Regions from separate parts of the Anas platyrhynchos genome. Here region 2 is linked to region 1. Evidence: chromatin contacts called from public Hi-C data. All regions are on one chromosome and are shown on one strand. The core of a region is the stretch at or near the end of the contact, and the rest is flanking DNA. Distances in the headings are between cores, read along the strand shown.

Region 1 (6,704 bases), core at 3,270-5,769:
AGGGCTCCACAGTATAAAAAGCACATTAAGGCACTTGAAAGAGTCCAGAGGAAGCTAGTAAAAGGGCTGGGAGACACCCTATGAGGAGAGGCTGAGGGCCCTGGGGCTGTCTGAGAAGCAGCCTCACTGCTCCCGGCAGCTCCCTGAGGGGAGGCAGCCCAGAGGGAGGTGTCGGTCTCTGCTCCCTGGGAACAGAGGGCAGGACACACAGGAATGGCACAAAGCTGTGCCAGGGGAAGGACAGACTGAGTATGAGGAAAAAAATCTTTACTGTGCAGGTGGTCAAATACTGGAATATGCTTCCTAGAGAGGTAGTTCGTGCCCTATGCCTGGCAGTATTCAAGAGTCAGTCAGAAAGCCCCCTCAGCTTTTGTTTAGCCTTGAAGTGGTCAGGCAGCTGACCTAGATGATCCTTGAAGGTCCCTTCCAGCCAAACTGTTCTTTTCTAAATTGGAAGCAAGCAGCCTGTTCAAAAATCAACACCATCTGCTGCTTCTCCTCCAGGAAGTGTTTCTCATGCAGTGTCAACTCAGAGCTGGACACAGCCAAACTTGTAATGAAAACATTTATAAAACATGCTGTAATCAGCCAGAGAAAACTCAGCCTACAGGTTCTCACACAAAGACCAGAGAAGTCAGTGGAAAACACTCACAGATGTAATAGGCAGACTATTCAGTCTCTAGTATGCCTTCAAATGGACAGCCAGGTGCACAAAATGCATTTATTTATCATCCAGAAAGATCTCACTGTGTGTTTTGTCACACACATCTGCTCCCTGGGTCTAGTTTTCTGTTGCAATTTAGGCAGTACTGTTTTACTCAGGTGAAGGCTAGCAGGCAGCCCCTCCTACAAATACTTTCTAAATTTCAACATCTTGAAGTCACCTCAAGTTCTTTCCACCCAGGAAGCCTTTCAGCTCTGCAGCGTTTGGTATTTCTGGGTGGCCTAACAAGAGCCTTTCCTCCTGCCTACCACAGCCACCAGCAGTTTGCCCTGATGAGAGGGGAGCAGACTGCCTCATGGCAGCACTGAGAGCTCCCCTTAGAAGAAGGGCAATCTTCTGCACCTCCCAGGGGTACAGCCTATGGCAGGGAGCAAACTACCACAGCAAATCAGCTCAGTGTCATCATTTCCCTATCTTCTTGTCCATTTAGGTGTTACCTCACTCCTTAGAGATTAATGACAATATTTAAATCAGATTTAGCTAAATTAAATTAAAACACTGCAAACCACCTCCCGCCCCACCTTTTCCCAGCTCAGCCTCACCCACTCCCGACTCCTCCACACACACAACCCCCCCAGCAAGCAGTGCAGGGGAAGGGGGCCATGGTCAGGGCACCTCAACTTCCCTCTGCTGCTCCCACCCCCTCACGCTTTTCACCTGCTTCAGTGTGGGCCCTCTCCAAGGGCTTCAGTCATTCAGAAGAAGCTTGCTCCTGTTTGGGCTTTTTCACAGGTCACAGTTCCTATTAGGAGAACACGTTTTTGTGTGGGCTTCCCCACGGTCACTCTGGCTTTGGCATTCACAGGGCTGTTCCTCACTCTCTTTTTCCCTTTGCTGTCTTCCTTAAGTGCTTTTTCACACAGACACCACCAGCTTTGCTGATGGGCTCAGCTGTGCCCTGAAGGAGGTTCATTGGAGCCAGCTGTGACCAGCACATGGCAACCCTTGGCCACCTCCCACACTCCACAGACCAGTTCTCTACCTCTAGAAAGCAATCAGCCTGTTAAAAAAATACAATTTAAAGAAGTACTTTCAGACCAGTAATTTTCACCCTGCTCAGCCTACTGCCCCTCTCCCTGACTTCAGTGTAATCCAAAAGAAGTTTTGCCTAGAGTGCTGTTGCGATGAATGGGCTAGAAGTGTGCGAGGAGGATGGGATCAGAACAGGAAACTAGCATAGAGGGTTGTAAATATGCTCAAGTGACCTTGAAGCTGGGAATGCATGAAGTCTGGGGAGCAGCAATGCAGAAAAAAACGAGTTATGTCTGCTGTTGTTTGTGCTTGAGCTCTGGGCTTTGGTACAGGAAAAAAAAAAAAAAAGCAGTGAGAATCACAGCATGGTGGTAAAAACTGTGCCTGCACAATGAACAGGTTTTGTAAAAACAGGTGAAACCAGGAGGCCAGCAATCTCCTAGGATGGACCTTGTTTAGTGGTTCCTGCATTCTCACTTGTGTGCCTGTGCTCACATACCTCTGCTCAGGTGCTGCTTCAGGGATCCCCCAATTGAAAAGGTAACGAGAATAAATCTACTCTGTATTTTAGCTGAGTCTGGTTGTTCCTGTTGCCTGCCTGTGCTGACTCACACAAGCACAAGTTTATCTTTTACTGAGTATCAACAGTCATACCTGGAAGTACTGATGCTGTTTGGTCCTATACTTGTTAGGGAGCTGGACTTAGTTCCTTTTGCATCAGATCTCTATCATTCTGGAATTCATTGTGAACAAACCAAGAGAAGCCCCTCAAGTTCTGCTGCTCAACCTTATAAAGGCAGCACCACCCTAAGTTGAGCATCCCACCTTTTTCCTTGCTCACACACCTGTGCTGTGACAGCTTCTGATGCAGTTCTGTACAGCAGTAGACAACAGAAACCAAACACACCTGGCAAAAGTGAGGATGTCATATAATGGAAGCGAAGTCCTTACATTTCAGGTTGAGGTTAACAGTCTAAGAACCAACAAGGCCCCTTCCCAGATCTAATCACACATCATTTTTAGCTGTAAGAGAGGAAGTTATTATATACTAGAAACATGAAGCAACCCAGACAAGCCATTAGCTTTCAAACCTCCTTGGATGATCATTATCATCATTAAATCTTACCCATTTAAGAGAAAACTACAGAAATACCTGGAGAAGTTTTCTAAGAATGCTCCACCTCTTGGAAGAATTGGTCCACAGAAACATCACCACCTGGTGGACAAAACTGGCTCCCTGTCTCACACAGCACTATGTTATAAAGCAGCTGGGGAGAAGGTGGGAGAAGAGCACGACAGGTTATTTGCATATTCTATAAACACTGACCTGGAAAGCTGCTCAGAGGTCCTGCTCCATCAGAAGATCCAAGCTGCAAGGCAGAGAGATGACAAACATGCTTACACTGCACGCAAAGCAGGCAACCTCCAGCAGAGCAGGCACTGGGCTTGGCCTCTGATCAGGACAGTGGGATTCTACAAGAGACAGAACTTCACCACATGGAACGGACCCAAGTATATTTTAGTCACTTTATTTGCATTTTTATCTATATACATTACACTTTGATTCTCCAAGTACTCAAAGCAGTTACTCTCAAATAGTTTAGTACATCAATCTTATAAAATACAGTTGAACCAAGGTAGATTAGAAATACATACATTATGATACATGAAGTGCTTTGAATAATGGTTAGTCTGGCCTCCTGCTAGTGAGTGATTAATTTGGTTTTGGTCATTCTCACAGAGGACAGCCCACTCCACAGGTAACTCCACCTGAGCCCAGTGGAGCTCCTTAACTAGCAAGAGTCCCTCATGTGTGCTTTTGGGGAACAGAGCGCAGCCCTGGGCTACTGCAAGGCAACCTGCTGTCTACACGACTTGAAACAAGTCATTGCTTCTGAATGGGACGAGATTTAGATATTTGTCACAAGGCCTCAGTTCAAGACAACAGATGAGCCAGTGCAACTCTGGAAAAAAAACATAGTCTTACAGTGCATTTACAACTGGATTTTGTTTATGCATACACACACTACACCTGCATTACAAGGAAATAAAATGCTCTAATCAAAGGGCTTATTTAATACCCAAGCCACTCCATTAAGACATCCTTAGGCGTGCTGCAGGGACACAGGCCTACCAGCCCCACAAGAAGGATCTCTTCTGCGTGAACTACTGTTCTCCTTTCAAGAACATCAGCTTTGTAGCAAGTGAAATGCTAGGACAACTCTTAATCTGAAAAGGAAACATCTGGGCCATCTGTTCAATTTCTGGGACTTGAACTAGCAATGCTTCCAGTTTTAGGTTACATGGCACCCAAAGATGTCCCAATTCCAGTTAATGCTGCTGTTTCACCCATGACTAGTAGCTTGCTACCTACTCCAGGCTGGTCAGTACTAGTCTATCAGCCACATCCTGACCAAAAGGTAGCTGTTGATTCCAGCCCAAGACCTCTCCAAATGCTATGATTTCAGCCCAAGACTGCAATTCAAACAACTGGGCTCTGCATTCACAGGCTGCAGAACAGCTGGCCAAAGGGGAGGGTTCTCCCATTTTGTCCAGTGCCAAAGGCCTCACGCTATTACACACAGGGAAACATTAACTACAGTCAGATGACCAAGTTCGTTTACAGCCAGCTGCTTGGGGCTCTGGAAGACAAGCAGAACAGCCACATACCACTCCGGAGCAAGGGTTACTGGTGACAAGACCTGGCTAGCACAGCCCAGCTCTGCATCAAACTAGTGCAGATGCCATAACACTGCCCATATTCACAGTCCATCATCCACTGCACATACTAACTAAAGTGAAAGATAATCACCCACTGTTGGGTCACCTCAGATTTTGGGCAAGTCAAGTATTTTCCCTATAAACTTCAGGATAGGAAGGAGAAAGTTGACACGTGAACTATAATGGAGAACAGAACAGACTCGGGCAACATGTCATGCTCTTTCTTGCACATCAATGGACCAAGACAGAAGGCAGGAGCCACAGAAATAAGCAGCACTGAGCTGATGGACAGGTTGGTTCCTCATTATACAAATAACCAACCTGGGAGCACATTTCCGTACAGGAGATGACCTGTCTCAGAGGTAATCAGCTTCACCCGATGCCCTGTGCTGAACTGGAAGGATTCCATGCCAGAGGGAGTCAAGCAGAACTGTGTCATCTTTCCACAGCACACATCACTGAGGCCTTCCAAACCGCACCCCCAGAAACAGAGATTACATTGCACAGAGGAAGCACAAATACTTCTGTTTCTGCTGCTTCAAGGCCAGTACTTTTGCTCATCATTGGAAATGATGGTGGGGAGTAGGGAAGACTTCTTCCAACAAAAATGGCTGTTGTCTCCTGGCAGCTCAGACTTGAACTGCACTGGTTGTTCTCAGAGCCAACAATTCAGTTTTCACTGTCCTCTCCTTGCCCAATGCTGCCCAGGTGTCACTCCTGACCAGAGCCACCACCATCTGCTGCAGAAGAAAATACTGAACACAGGAGGAGGAGTGAAAAAAATGCACCTTTCAACCCACAGCTACGGTGAAGATGAAATTACCAGGCAACTGATCAGAATGAGTAAGTGGTCATAAAGAGCTATACTGTCCCAGACTCCATGTCTGAAGTCCTCTTGGAGACTGGAAGTCCAAGGACAGTATTCTTGCTTCTCAAACTTGCATTTTAAAAAAGAACAAAACAACAACAAAAACATAACTCTTATTTACTGGCCTATATTATACTGAATCTAAAAAGTAAACTTGTCACCTACAAAACAGGTAAAAATAATAAAAATGGAAAGAGGTGCTTATTTTCATAACGTAGAGATTTTCAGATCTCTGCACATCTTATCCATCATACAAGATACTTGTTAGTTCAGTTTTTTTCAGAAGAATACATTCATCTTAGTGGTGCAAAAAAAAAAAATCTAATACTGCTGAAGAAAGGTTTTTTTCCATTGGAATAGCACGGTGTGATGAGATCTAGATGCTTATTCTCATCAGCATGTCACAAACAAGAACAGCATTCTCCTGGCGAAATTTCACCATGAGGTAAATACATTGTTTCAAAGGCTTTAGGGACTGAAATGGATTTTAAGTGATCTGCCAGGCATAATGGTTTCATTAAGGAGAAAGTTGTCAATCTAAGGCTGTATGCATTTTATCTGGCAAATTGGTGACTTCTATTAAGGGAAGAGGTAACCAGCTTCATCACTATAATTAATTGAGCTTTGTTTACATAAAAGGGTATGTTTTAGTTACCCATTTCCAGGAAGCTGGGCAATATTTTTGATCAAATTCCTGTTTTGGATTGAAGGGATATGTTTGGGGTTTGCAGCATGCTGATCACTGACAAACCATTTTCATGGGATTCAGCTAAAATGAAGTTACAGAGACAGAGCTGTACTGCACTATTAAAAGATGTAGTGATTTGGAGAGTTATGGCATTTAAGGAGCTGCCTTAAAAACAAACCAAAACAAATCCACACACGCATACTTCCCCATCCTCAAGTACTGTTTACAAAACCTAGTAAAAATGGAGGCTACAAAGTGTAAGCAGGACAAGTTATTCTTGGATCCTAAACAGGTCAACTACAGATCACTGAAGAAAAAAGCAGAACTTAGGAATTAACTTCATTCTTCTCTCACTCACCCTCATGGGGTGGGAGGATATTTCACATTTGTAGTACCACACATCCACTACAGAAATGTGAGCTGTTCATATTCAACACCCCTTAAGGAATGCAAGACTTACAGAGATCATGTACTTCTACACCACCAGAACTGGATAGTAGGTTTCAGTGCTCATACATGGAGATAGCACCACCTTCCATACTGACGGAGGGAATGTCTCAATCAGTGCCCTTCAGTGGTACCTTACAGCTTAGATCCTTAACGAGGCTGGCTCACCCATCAGCCTCCAAGAGAGGATTAAAGTGCAACAAGCAAATTTCACACTCTACAACATGATGCACGTGGTCAGTGTAGACACGGAACTGCAATCCTCTTGCTTACGGCTGGGCGGG
Region 2 (6,282 bases), core at 2,182-4,681, 86 kb after region 1:
ATGTAAGCTCAGTCCCTATTATTCGGGAAAACTAATGAGTAGTCTTGAGATACTGCAAATGTCAGTCATTCCCACTGAGACATCCCATTCTGGGATACCCCGAGCTCTGGTAGTATCAGTGTCACTGGAGCGCATAGTTCCTAACTGTAATTAGAAGCTACCAGGGCAATAGTTAGGAGCGAAGGGGAGCTATGGTACTACACTCATACACAACATCTACACACATACCAAATCATACCAGAACAACCACAGAAGATGCACATACCTCCAGAGAGAGAAGAGCCAAGGAAAACTTCTTGTGCTTCCATTGCTTCACTCTGCTTATTCTTATTTTCTTCCTGGTGGGACTGAGGCTTCTTAGCAAGCTGTGATGGCAAAGCATCTTTGGAGACAACAGGCACAATTTCCTGAGGCTTATCAGAAGCAGATCTCCGAAGACTGACCAAGGACTTCCGTACAGCTGTGGAGCTGCCGCCTTGCTGTCCCCCATCACGTGGCTTTGAAACAGGCACCCTCAGTGACATCAGCTCACCACTGGTGAGAAAAAACAGCAGTAGAACATGTTTCATACCTGCAACAGGCCTCAGAAGCCAAAAGAACAGGGAGGCAACGGAGTGACCATCCCTGGGGGTGTTTAAGGAAAGATTGGATGTGGTGCTTAGGAACATGGTTTAGTGGGGTGACAGTGGTGGTAGGACCAGATGATATTGGAGGCCTTTTCCAGCCTTAATGATCTATGATCTACTGTCTGTGAAGCAACTCAGAACATGGGCTGGGGAAGAAAACTTTTTTCTCTGTGGCTGGTGAAAACTATCTGAAAGTCATGTGTTGCAGTGGGTTTATGTGGCAAGGTTTTAGTAGCAGAGGGCTGCAAGGGTGGCCTTTCTGAGAATCCAGAAGCTGCCTCTTGTTGAATAAGGGCCAGTTTCAGACAGCTCCAAACAGACCCACCACTGTCCAGAGCCAAGCCACTAAGCAATGTTGTTTGGACCTCTGTGAGAACATATTTAAGAAAGGAAAAAAAACTGCTGCACATCAGCAGCTGGCAGAGAGGAGTGAGAACCAGCCCTGCAGACCCCAAGTCAGTGCAGCAGGAGGGCAGGAGGTGCTCCAGGCACACAGCAGCAGTTCCCCTGCAGCCTGTGGAGAGGCCCCTGGTGGAGCAGGCTGTCCCCCTGCAGCCCATAGGTCCCACATGGTGCAGATCTCCATGATGCAGCCTGTGGAAGAGCCCCCGGGGGAGCAGGTGGACGTGGCCTGGAGGAGGCTATGGCCCATGGAGAGCCCCCACAGGAGCAGGGGGCTGGGGGGAGCTGCCACCCACCTGTGGGGGACCCGTGCTAGAGCAGTTTGCTCCTGGGGGATGGATGGACCCAGTGGTACGGAGCTGTGTGGGAGCTGTTCTTGAAGAGCTGCTGCCTGTGGGAAGCCCCTGCAGGATCCATTCAGGCAGGACAGCATCCTGTGGGAGGGACTGTGAAGGAGCAGCAGAAGCAAAGTGCTATGGACTGACCACAGACCCCATTCCCCTGTGCCGCTTGGGGCAGAGGAGGTGGAAGATGGTGGATGGAAGAAAGAGTTCTTAGTTTGTTTTCTTTGTTTCTCACTTCTCTAGCTTTTTAGTAATAGGCAATAAATTTTATTAGTCTCCCTATGCTGAGCCTGTTTTGCCCATGACAATACATTGTCAAGTGATCTCCCCATCCTTATCTCAACCCTTGAGCCCTTTTCATCATTATTTTCTCCCCCTTTCCCTTTGACGAGGGGGAGTGAGAGCATTGTGGTAGAGCTCAACTGCCCAGTTGGTTAAAACCACCACATGTGTTTTCAAACACAGGAGGGAGAAGGGTAAATTCATACAAAGACTTGGCACTATGGGAAGTAAGACAAGAAATGGCAGCAGAAAGACACAGGGTAAAGGAAAATACCAAACTGGTGTTCTAAAGAAGGTATCTTATGGGAAAGAGACAACTGGGCACACACAAAACACAAGGAATTCCAGAATCGGACATTTTAAGGCCCACCTCACAAAATGACCATCTGCACTACTGTCAAACCAACTATCTTCAGTTATGCTGCTCTTCCGGCCATGGGACAGGGACGAAGGACTTGTACGGAACTGTAGAACAGAGAAATAGAAGGTTGGTTTAGAGCTCTTGCAATCACCTGTGCAGCCCTTGCACAGAGACAGCAGCAACTCAGTTTCACCCAGAAAACTGTCAAATATACCAATTACCCTCTTCAGTTTAAAACTGCACAACCAGAGGTCCCATCCTCCCGCTCCAATGTTTCAAAAGAACGGAGTCCTTTGCAGAAGGCTGCTTGTCCAACTTCCAGGAGGGTATTTTCAGGCACAGGCCTTGGCTCATACAGCTATTTGCTGGTTTACAGAAGTCATTTACTACAAGTTATGCTCAATGAATTGCAGCAGAGTCAGATTCTGCCTCCACAGACTTAAGAATATACTTTAGGTAGTTCAGATAATCTGAGACTAGGAAGAAGGTTTTCCCCAACACCCCAAATGACATAACATAGGTGAAATGTCTTGTTCCCTATTCCAAGTCACCATAGCAACAGACAGCACCAGCATGCAAAAATCACAACCTGGCCTAAGCAGAAGTCGCCCGGTCAATACAGCCAATGACCCAGAGGAAGACAGCTTATAACTGTAGCCTCTGCTGTGGAAGTTACCCAAGATCCAACCCTAAAAATCATTAGCACCAACCTTAAAATGAGAATGCAGCCAGCAAGCAAGCCAAGAAAAACAGAAGAAACATCAAACACTTGAAGGGACACAACGCAAGAGAAACACAGCCTCATTTCTAGTACAACCAATGCACTCACATCTCCTATGGTTTACCTCAGACAGACGAGCCATCTTAACTGCAGCCACAAGGTTTTCAAGTTCTTTCATGGTGTTACTCTACATTGAGGTAATAAAGAGAGAAGCAGTAAGTGCGTTAAATCTAAATGTATGTTCCAACAATGACAAAGGTAGCCAGAAAAAAAAGTTCAGCCCTTCTGGGAAAAACACAGCTTAGAAGAAAGAATAAATACTAATATGGGGACTTGTTTCAGATGCAGAAGATACAGTCAGTGACAGCTCACACACCTCTCCCAAGACTGAGGTACTAGTGCTGCCCACCATCCCTCTCAGTGAGGGCCCCTCTGTCAGTGCCATACCAGTAAGCAGAGCTTGTGCCGCAGCACGGCATTCTGGAAGTGGCAGTGCTCCACCTCCTTCTGCAAGCTGATCTTCTCCTGGATGAGCCGCTGTGCATTGGCTTTCTCCGCATTGAGGGCCAGTGCCAGTGCTTTATTGTTGTGCTTTAGGGAAACTTTAATAGTGGAGGAGTTATCTGTAAGCAATAGATAAGTACACAAAGAATCAACATTCAAGGTCACATCCATGCCTTCCTCTTCCCAGATGAGCTTCCCCTCAGGCTCAGATCTCTACAACTCAGTAGTCCTCCACACAGTCAGCGGTATAGTTCCTTCCTATACAGAGGTAACTACTGAATTCTCCAGACAGCAGCAGAGAAGCTTTCCATAATAACCTTCCACACTTCAGACACTGACACCTTCTGCAGTCCCAGAGGGTCATGATCAGTCAGCAAGCTACTACCTCAGTTCTTAATAAATGATGGTATGGTTCAGGAGCTGAGTACAGACAGATATCTTTCTGGTTGAGGAAGTCAGCTATAGCTCTTTTCTCATCTCCATCCAAAAAGGAGAAAAACCTGCCTTCCTCTACAGCATCATTTGAGCAGATTTAAAACCTTATTTCCCAATTTAAAAATAAATAAATAGAAGTAACAATAACATCTAACTTTTTCAAGGTAATTCATATAACCCTATGCATTACTTCATCAGTATCCCCCCTCAAAAAAAAAAAAAAAAAAAAAAAAAAAAAAAAAACAGAAATTACAGTTGAGCTAGCTTCTGCAATAGGTTACATAAATATTAAAATACTTTTTACACTCAATTCTGGTGTTTGGACCCCCAGCATGGATCCTGAGGACTCAGCTGCACAAACAGAGTTACCTAATGCCATCGGAAACGCTACTAGAGCGGCCTGCAACAGCCCCAGCTGCTGTTTGAAAGCAGCATGGTCCCTCCACAGCTTGTTACACTTGTCACATTCACCTCAGGCACCTCAGGGCACTCTGCGCTCCCGGGTACTGAATTCCCCAGGCAGCCGGAGGCCGAGAAGCCGTTGTTAGCTCTCAGCTCCGGGTAAGAGGCTGCCTCCCCACCCCACCCCACCCCACCCCACCCCACCCCACCCCACCCCACCCCACCCCACCCCACCCCAGGCCAGGCCAGAGGCGCAGGTTTGACCTGCCCTGCGCCTCCACGCGTGCTGCATGGCGAGATGTACTCACTCAGGATTTTCGTTTTGATTTTCGACGCGATCGATGCGTTCAGCTTCGCGGTTCTCAAGACGCCGTTTCTCCTCTCCCGCATCCGCTCCCTCACGCCGCTCAGACTGAAGGAGAGCGCCTCGGACACCTCCTGCGATGCCATGGCTGGAGGGAGCCACACGCAGCAGGCTCAGCACCCGCAGCGAGCGCTCCCCAGCAAAGCCCTCCGCTCCTCCCGGCAAGAGCCGCCTCCCCGGCCCCTCCTGTCCCGCAGGGAAGACGCGGCCACAGGCACGGCAGCCGTGAGAGCCCCCCGAGCCCTCCGCCTGGGGAGCTGGGAAGGAGGGCCCCGAGCAGCCCGCAGATTTTTGAACGCAAACAGGGCGGCGGCAGCCCGCCCCTCGCCCCGCCCCGCCAAATGGCGGCCGCCTCCTCCGCCCACCGGCACGGGGACGGGGCGCCCAACGGCTGTGGCTCCGCCGGCTGCGGGGGCCCGGCCTCGGTCCGCGTAGGGCGAGGTTCTGGCGGCGAGCGGGGCTGCGGCGTGCAGAGAGAACCCGCGGTGCCCGTGCTGCGGGGCTAAGCCCCGGCAGGCCGCGCCGCCATGTTAGGGGCAGCCAGGGGACCCGCCGGCCACCTCAGCGCCGCCGCTGGCTGCGGGCAGCGCGCCTCAGGCGCTGCTCCTGCCGGGCCCAGGCACACAGGGCTGAAACGCTTCTAAAAACGCTTCAGAGAAGCCGGAAGATTTGTCGAAAGCACAAACCCCAAAGTTAGGGCTTGGGCAGCTGCAGAAGTCGGCACCAGGGCCCTAGCTTGTAACATCCTCCTGAAGAAAATTAAAAATATAAAGACATTTTACAGCCCTTTAAAATGTTGATAAGCCCACATCTGACAGTGTTTAAGAGACATTTGGCCACTGCCCTCATCAATATGCTTTAACTTTCGTTTTGCCCTGGAGAGGTCAGGCAGTTGGACTAGATGATCTCCAAAGGTCCCTTCCAACTGTTACCATAAACGTCAGTCAGAGAAGCTCTCTGAGACTCAGTTTGGAGTTGTAGAAAGCAGGCATTTTTTAACTGTGGTGCTGGATGTGCAGGAGATCGGATCCTTCACATAGCGTGTGTACCGAGTTGCCCAAACTATGGGGGTTATATACAATCAAATATTCATCAGATTTTTGTGAAATAGTTAACATATTCATACTATTTCCCGTAGCTCATTAAACAATGTAAATACCTCTGACACATGCATTTGTATCCACCAGTGGTCTTTTGGGGGTCTCTGGTGGTCATCGGTAGTCTTCCTCACTGTGTTCACTGGTTGAACCCAGTTCCTGTGCATGCTCAGGCTCTGTTCTTTCTTATCACACTGTTTCAGCATGCGTATTGAACTTAGACGGTTACACATCCAAGGACGTACACAGCATGACTTCCTCACCTAATCTTCTTCTGACACATCCTCCAGGCCTGGATCATCTTGCCATCACTTTGAGATACAAGTCTGTATTTTCTTACAGATGAAGCTGGTTAAGTAACACAAAGTTTCCAGACTTCCTTCTAGCTAACTAAACATAGTTTGACCTATCTGCGAATAAAGCACTTCAAATCTGATTCTTGTTCTATCAAGGAAGAGACCATTTGTCCTTTCAGCTCAGTATCAAAACTGAACTGTTCTATAAGGATTTTTTCTTTCACAGTAATTTACATTTTAGTCCAAATTTGTGCATAACTTTCCAAGCACCTTTAAGTTTATCTTCAACAAGTTGGCACTGCATATGAACATGTTAAACATTTTAAGGGGAATGTCATAAAGCAAAGCATCCAAAATAGTCTGAAGAACAGCAGCTTACAGAGGTGCAGAGGTGATTTGCTATACAAATAAGACTGGTAAAAATGCTTTCTGCCTGCTACCATGTCTG

Evidence for each region. A called contact is a pair of places that touch in the nucleus more often than the background predicts.
Region 2: a Hi-C map of subcutaneous adipose tissue shows a contact between it and region 1, with 2.6 times the contacts expected there. The contact joins two enhancer-like sites. A contact is called at or near these places in 7 of 8 Hi-C or Micro-C datasets (F1 follicle, F5 follicle, liver and 3 more).

Annotation. Positions count from the first base shown.
Region 1 is chr7:25,864,817-25,871,520 of IASCAAS_PekinDuck_T2T, forward strand. It overlaps PIKFYVE (phosphoinositide kinase, FYVE-type zinc finger containing), which reads right to left. Exons shown (of 42, transcript XM_027461473.3): 42 at 3,210-6,704. Among named protein-coding and RNA genes, the nearest start is that of PDE1A, 23 kb to the left of the region's middle. Within about 2 kb of position 4,520, at least 1 of the 8 cell types and tissues checked has an H3K27ac peak or open chromatin away from gene starts, as enhancers often do.
Region 2 is chr7:25,951,775-25,958,056 of IASCAAS_PekinDuck_T2T, forward strand. LOC101801770 reads right to left here. Exons shown (of 10, transcript XM_072041052.1): 2 at 4,386-4,529; 3 at 3,184-3,359; 4 at 2,861-2,923; 5 at 2,025-2,119; 6 at 1,325-1,474; 7 at 266-534. The coding sequence starts at 4,527. Among named protein-coding and RNA genes, the nearest start is that of NBEAL1, 23 kb to the right of the region's middle. Within about 2 kb of position 3,432, at least 6 of the 8 cell types and tissues checked have an H3K27ac peak or open chromatin away from gene starts, as enhancers often do.